Regions from separate parts of the Sus scrofa genome. Here region 2 is linked to region 1. The links are chromatin contacts, called in public promoter capture Hi-C maps. All regions are on one chromosome and are shown on one strand. The core of a region is the stretch at or near the end of the contact, and the rest is flanking DNA. Distances in the headings are between cores, read along the strand shown. Region 1 holds the start of SOCS2 (suppressor of cytokine signaling 2). Region 2 holds the start of EEA1 (early endosome antigen 1).

What was found. Promoter capture Hi-C pulls out the DNA fragments that hold promoters and counts their contacts.
Region 2: a contact with region 1 is called in a promoter capture Hi-C map of liver, with 9 times the contacts expected there. The contact joins the promoter of EEA1 here to the promoter of SOCS2 in region 1. A contact is called at or near these places in 2 of 5 promoter capture datasets (fetal liver and liver), 1 of 47 Hi-C or Micro-C datasets (heart right ventricle) and 1 of 2 datasets of contacts at active chromatin or transcription factors (alveolar macrophages).

The regions. Positions count from the first base shown.
Region 1 is chr5:89,582,904-89,586,120 of Sscrofa11.1, reverse strand. SOCS2 (suppressor of cytokine signaling 2) reads left to right here and starts at 1,652. Exons shown (of 2, transcript NM_001097461.1): 1 at 1,652-1,889. The coding sequence starts at 1,751.
Region 2 is chr5:90,129,946-90,133,162 of Sscrofa11.1, reverse strand. EEA1 (early endosome antigen 1) reads right to left here and starts at 1,456. Exons shown (of 33, transcript XM_021091260.1): 1 at 1,206-1,456. The coding sequence starts at 1,229.

The DNA.
Region 1 (3,217 bases), core at 403-2,902:
GCCGCCACTGGCGCTGCGCGAGCCGCGGACAGTGCGTGCCGGGGCCCCGGGCGCACAGCCTAGGATCCCTCTCTCCGGCAGCTGGGGCGCCGAAGGAGCTTGGGCCGGGGCAGGCAGCAGGTATCGGTCTGGGGCGCACGAAGGCTCCGCCCCTAGGAGGGTTGGGGAGGGCATCGGGGCGCGGCTGCAAGCGCCCGGCAGCCTTGGCTTCCGCAGTTGGGAGCAGCTAGGGGGAGAGTCCTAGCTGCGGCTTTGCCCGGAGGCTGGGAGCTACTGCCTGCTTTCTCCGGTTCTTTCCTGGCGTCTGGAAGTCTCCAGAGGTTCCCCCCCCAACCTCCCGTAAACTGCCATCCAAATTAATAATCCTAATAACCTGATCTCCTGCTCCTCCCCACCCTCTCGCTCCCTCCCCGACTCCTTCCTCCCTCCCTCCTTTCCATCTCCTGGGTTGCGCCGGGGGGAAACCCAGCAGCTGCCCCGGGTCGGGGGTGTCCGAGCCTGGAGGGGGTGTTGGACCCTGGAGGGTCGAGGCGATGGTCCCCAGGGCTTATGTTTGCCCTCTGCGCCGAGAACTCCGGCCGCCCCCGCCGCCGAGCGCATGGCTCGTTACATCCCTAGGCATCTCGTTCCCAAATTAAAAGTCTACAGGGGAAACTCGGGCAGATACCCCTCCTCCCGGGCCCCTCCCGGCTCCCCCGCCCCAGGCCGGCTGGGGAGGCAGCCTGGTGCGGAGGCGGCGGCGGCGGCTGCCGAGGCGGAGGTAAGGGCTTGGCGTTTGTTGTCTAGCACGTCCTTCAGCGCTGGCTGCCGCCTGCTCTGCCGCGGCTCAGGTCGCGGCTCTGAGCCCCCGAGAGGGCTGCGCGCTCGGGCGGATTCCTCGACAGCGCCCGCGGCGGCAACGCAGCAGCAGCCGCATGGCCTTTGGAGCTGCAGCCACGGCGCCCCCCACCCCGACCCTAAGTGGGCGCCGGGAAGCTGGGGGAGGGGAGCGAGGCAGCCTCGGCCGCCGAGTCGCGGCGGCTCCCGCACCTCCGTGTCCCGGGCTGCCGGCTCTGCTCCAGGAGCCCCGCGGCGTCGTAGGGCGGGGAACTAGATTTGTGCTCGGCGCTTCCCCTTGGGGCTCCCCGCGGTGCAGAGTGTGAGATGGGAGCGCCAATTTGGGAACCTCTCCGGTTCTTTTAAATGTTTTCTACTTGTCCTTGACTAGGGCCTTGGCCTATTTACCACCGTAGCCGCAGGTGATTCTTTGCTCTTATAAATCTGCTAGTCTGCGAATTCAGCGAGCAGCCCTAGGCGGGAAAACACCCGGTCCCCACCCTCATCCTGTCCTCCCCCCCACCCCCCCAACTCTTGCGTCTCGAATCTTTGCTCTCTCTTTATCCTTTTTCTAGAACGGGCCAGGACAGTAACTGGTTGGGGTTAAATGGTGCAGGAGCACAGGCGCGGAGGAGTCCCCGGGATTTTCCACGTCCCTCCACCTACGCCCCAGCCGCAGGGGTCCGGTTCCGACTGACCCAACCCTCCACTTTCTCTTTGCAGGCAAACTGTGGGTGACCGCGCCTGCTGGGGACTTCACCATCCGTGCACTGGGACCCGGGGAAGAAGAACCAGAAGCTCCCCATCCCCTCCACCATTGCGGGGACTCCTCAGGGATTCGTTTTGGGGTTCTCACTGACTTCTAAGGACGCGTTGCCCCTCTCCGACCCCAGCTCAGGCGGCCACCTGTCTTTGCCACGGTGACCCTTCTCTCATGACCCTGCGGTGCCTCGAGCCCTCCGGGAATGGCGCGGAAGGGACGCAGAGCCAGTGGGGGACCTCGGGGTCGGCGGAGGAGCCGTCCCCAGAGGCGGCGCGACTGGCGAAAGCCCTGCGGGAGCTTAGTCACACAGGTAGGGATCGGATCGGCCGCGACGCGTGCGGGAAGGGGGTGCCTCCGCAAAGACACAGCGGATGGGGCTGTGCTGGCGAGGCTGGGAAGTGGGGCCGACTGGAGAAGCAGTAGATTGCCGTCCCCGCCCCTGGGCAGGGGCTCACGGGGAGGATGCCCACACGGCACTGAGTCCTTAGGAATGCGAAAAAAAAAGCGTGTTTCTCCAGGGACTCGAGAGGGCAAAGCGCGAGAAGGGCTCTTTGGAAATCGCCTCTTAGGGGCTAGAACCTCGGCTGTTTTTCCGCGGCTCTTTGGGGGGTCGGCACTAGGGCTCGGACCCTAGCCGGAGAAAGTGCCCGGCGCCTTTCCTGTGCACCGGGTGCGCGGGCGGCGAGTGGGCGCTGCGCTGCCCGAAGCTTCAGCTGCATCCGGCTCCCGGGCCCGGCAGCCGCTGCAGCCTGGAATCTTGGCCGCCAAGTTCAGGGACCGACAGATTGCCGCGCAGGCGGCTGCGGCAGAGCCGGAAAGGAGGAGGGTTGCGAAGCCTTCGACCAGAGTGGGCTTGCTTGTTTTAAGTGTAGTGGCTTTGAGCGGCTCCCTGTTGTCTCTCGGCATCTGAAAGAAGAAAAGATTGGAAAAAAAAAAAATCTGGCAAGCTAGCTCACTTTAAAATCTGGATCCTCAAAGCTTACGTTTGGGGCACAGTTGCAGTTTTGCTCTCGGGAGGAGAGGGAAAGTTTCCTTCACTTGAGGTTCCGGTCTTTCCGCGCAGGCCACGGGCTTTCCCTTCGCGGGAGGAACCAGCAAATTGCAGGTTTCCGAGCCTTTTTTTTTTTTTTTTTTTTTTGGGCGGCGGGGGTGGGGGGTGGAGGGGACGCGTGTTGGTCAGACTTTTAAAGTGCAGGCTGTCGCTAAGTCCATTTTAAGAACCTGATGGGCCCCGGGAGCTGAGCAGGCAGATCGAATCGAGAATGTTGGGGAGACCGACGGTTGTGATTGGGTTTGGATTAGGGCAAAGTCCAGGAGAGTTTATGCAAGACTGGAAACTTGAAGAAGTAATTATCAATTGTGCTTTCTCTCAATTTCTCAATGGCCGATAAGGTAGTTGTGGTCAAAGCAGCAAACAGAAGCTATGATACTTGAACTGCCCTTTGAAAACAAGTAAATAGAAGCACTTCCCAGACCTTTGGAAAGGGAGATGGACGCAGCCATTAACAGGTTTGGGGAGGGTGAGGATGGCCACGGACATCCAAAAAGTTGGTTTTTATTCTGTCAGAATTACTGGAGCTGGAAGGGCATGGCTTTAATTTCTAACATCTGACATTTAATTTACTTTAAATCTTGACT
Region 2 (3,217 bases), core at 207-2,706, 550 kb before region 1:
AGTTAGCTATTTCTCGCCCTGATATATGACCAAGTTTCACATGACTGGAATACTTCACAAAGCTATGCAGCCGCAAGGACACTCACTCCCTTTCTAAGCAGTGAATGACTCAACTCTCTTTGGTACATTCCTTGACTGAATACTACAAGTTCACTAATTCCTTTTGTCCTTTGAACTAGTTATCCTACTCCCTCAATAACCAACTAACGAATCTGGCACCAGCTTTTCAATCATTTACATTTTGCACCCTATCGGTCCCAAAAAGAAATATAGAAGTTGTCCAAAACAAAAACTTGAGTACAGTAAATCTTATAGAAAAGATCTCAATTGCTATTCCAGGAACTGACTCCTAAACACAACATCTACATATCGCCAATGCGCTCATCTTTATATATCAAGGTTTTTTTCCAGATTGTAAATAAAGATAGCACTGGCAGAAAATAAAGGAGTTAAGTGCATACCCGGGGCTAGAGCTTACGGGGGATTTAGTCTCCGACGGCTCCAAAAAGCTACTGGGCTGGGAGGGGGAAACGCATTTTTAACTGGGGAGGGGAAAAGTTTGCAACAGTGAGTAATATCTTCCTTCGAGGCTGACTCTGCCAGGGACGTGTCGGTACCGCGACTGGGCCGAGGCTAGGCCAGCTTTCACCACGTTACCACGCAGGGCTGCCCAGAGCAGACCGCGACGCCGAGCGTGGCAGCTGCGGGTCGCGTAAAGTTGGGGGGCCCGCTGGGCAGGGCGGCCGGGGGACCCGCCGAACTCGCCTCCCGCGGGCTCCCACGGGGCGTCCTCCAGCCCGGCGGGCGGCCGGCCGGCCCCGGCGGCACCAACTCTCCGTGTTCACTGCCATTCCAGGATCTGGAAGGAACGCGCCGGCACCACACCCTCCCGCCCCGCCGCCCGCTCGCACTGACAGCCCGTGCGGGAGCGGGGCCCGGGCCTGGGCGCGCGGGGCCGCGGCAGACCGGGCGCCCGGCCCCGGCCTGCCGCCGCGCCCGCCCTCCCTGCCCCCACGCCCGCCCCGGGAGCAGAGGACCGAGGCCTAATCAGCGCCCGGGCTGCGGGGCCTAAAGCAGGGAGGCGCCCGCACTGAGGAGGGACGCCAGCGCCGCCGCCTCGGCTCCTCAGCGCGGCGGCGGCTTCCGCGGCCTCGGACTCGGGCTCCCGCTCACGTGCTCCTGGAAAGACGGTTTCACTCTCTTACCCTCTGCAAAATCCTCCTTAACATGGTTTAAACACCCCCCGGCGCTGCCGCGGTGACTCTCCGGACCCTCCTCGGGGTCACTCACTACTCGGGGGTGCGCGGGCGGTAGGGACTGAGCCAGAAGGGAACCTGGGAGGAGGTCGGGGCGAGGCGGTGGCGGCAGCCGCTAGGGCGGCCCCGACTTCCCCACAGGCGGTGAGAGGGAGCGCGCGCGAGCCGGGGACGAGATAGCCAGCGAGCGCCCGCCCGCCGGGCCGCCCCCGTAACTGACAGCTGGGCGGACCCGCCCGCGCCGCCCCGCCCTCTCGGCCTGTCCATCCGCGGGAGGCGGGGCTGGAAGGGGCCTGGCCTGGGCCGGCGACCAATCGGAAAGGGCGGCGGCGTGGGCCATTGCGTGACGGACAGGAGGCAGGACGCTGGCACTGCCGCTCCTTCCGGCCGCTGAGCGCACACCCGCGCTCCGTCAGAGGCGCTCGCGCGTAGACCCGGCACCCGCGGAGGGGACTTGGGGACCTGGGGACTTGGGGACCTTGGGGCTTGGGGGGTGGTCCTTGGCCGCGAAGGAAGGCGGGCTCTCGAGGCAGGTACCTGCTATGGCACCTCAGACTGCTCTGTAAAATCTGTCGGTGTGACCCTGGCCTTGACCGTTGCTCAACTGGACTCCCATTTCTGCAGGAAGCTTAGTCTCAGAGTGCAAGCAAAGGAGAGACTCAGACACGATTAACCGGTCTGTTGGGCTTCCCTCCTCTGGTCCAACCCCTGGCTCCTTTCCCTCCTCCCTTCCTGCTTCTCATTTCAGCCAAAGGAAAAGTAAAGAATCGGAAGAAAGTATAGAAAGAAACTGCAATTTGAATTGATAGGGAAAAAAAAAAGTTTGGCGTTGTCCTTTGGACTATAGCAACAATATTTAATGGACTGATGACGCTAACATGTTGCACCCACTAAAGCCCATGCTTGGCTCATTCTCCTAAGGAATTTTAAATCCTCTTCTGATAACGAATGTATGAAGTGAATCGACATTAATGCGTCTGTTTCATAGATTAAGAAAAAAATAATGACGTTTTCCCTTCGTGGCTCCGCAAAAACCAATCTGACTAGCATCCATGAGCATGCAGGTTCCATCCCTGGCCTCGCTCAGTGGGCTAAGGATCTGGTGTAGCCCTAAGCTGTGGTGTAGGTCGCAGATGCAGCTGGGATCGTCGGACTGCAGCTCTGATTCGACCCCTAGCCTGGGAACCTCCATATGCTGCAGGTTTGGCCCTACAAAAAAAACAAAATGAGGTCACAGATAAACAGTGTGCCAAAACAAGGATGTGGACTGGGAAATGGACTTAGAACTGACTTCCAGGCACCATGTCATTATTTGAAGTCAAAAGTCACAGCTGCCCAAAACAAAAAAAAAAAAAGTCACAGCTGCAGAATCATATCATTTTGCCAAGTTGCTCTCAGCTTTCACAAGTTGAGAGATTTGGCTTTTACCCTGGAGGGGGGAGCAGGGGAGAAGACTTTAACATTGTTTACATAGGGAAGAAGAAGGGGAGAAAAATGCAACTAACCCTGCTTGAATTGGGGGAGGGGGGTAATGAAGTCTACCAAGCAATGAATGGAGTGCTTATTAGAAAATACTTCCAGGTCTTTTGAAAAGATGCAGCAAATATTTTCAAATTAGTTAAGGTAAAAGTGTTTTATAAAGTGTAAATAAAGCATTATATCATGTAATATGTTGTTTCTATCCCAGACATGTCTGTATTTTAATGTGGATGTGTCTGCGCCTATAGTGCAGCAAACAGTCGTGCCTACAACTAATACATTATTAATCACTATTGATGATAGTGCACTTAAATACTTCCAGACAAACATAGCAAAGCACACTCTTCCATCTTTCCAGACACAGGCACTTTATTTTAGAAAATATGGGAAATATTTTCACCGACATAGGGGGATAAAACTGTGGTATAATACATATGTGGTCTCTGCTCCCAAGTAATAACATGATGGATAAGGTGATAAGA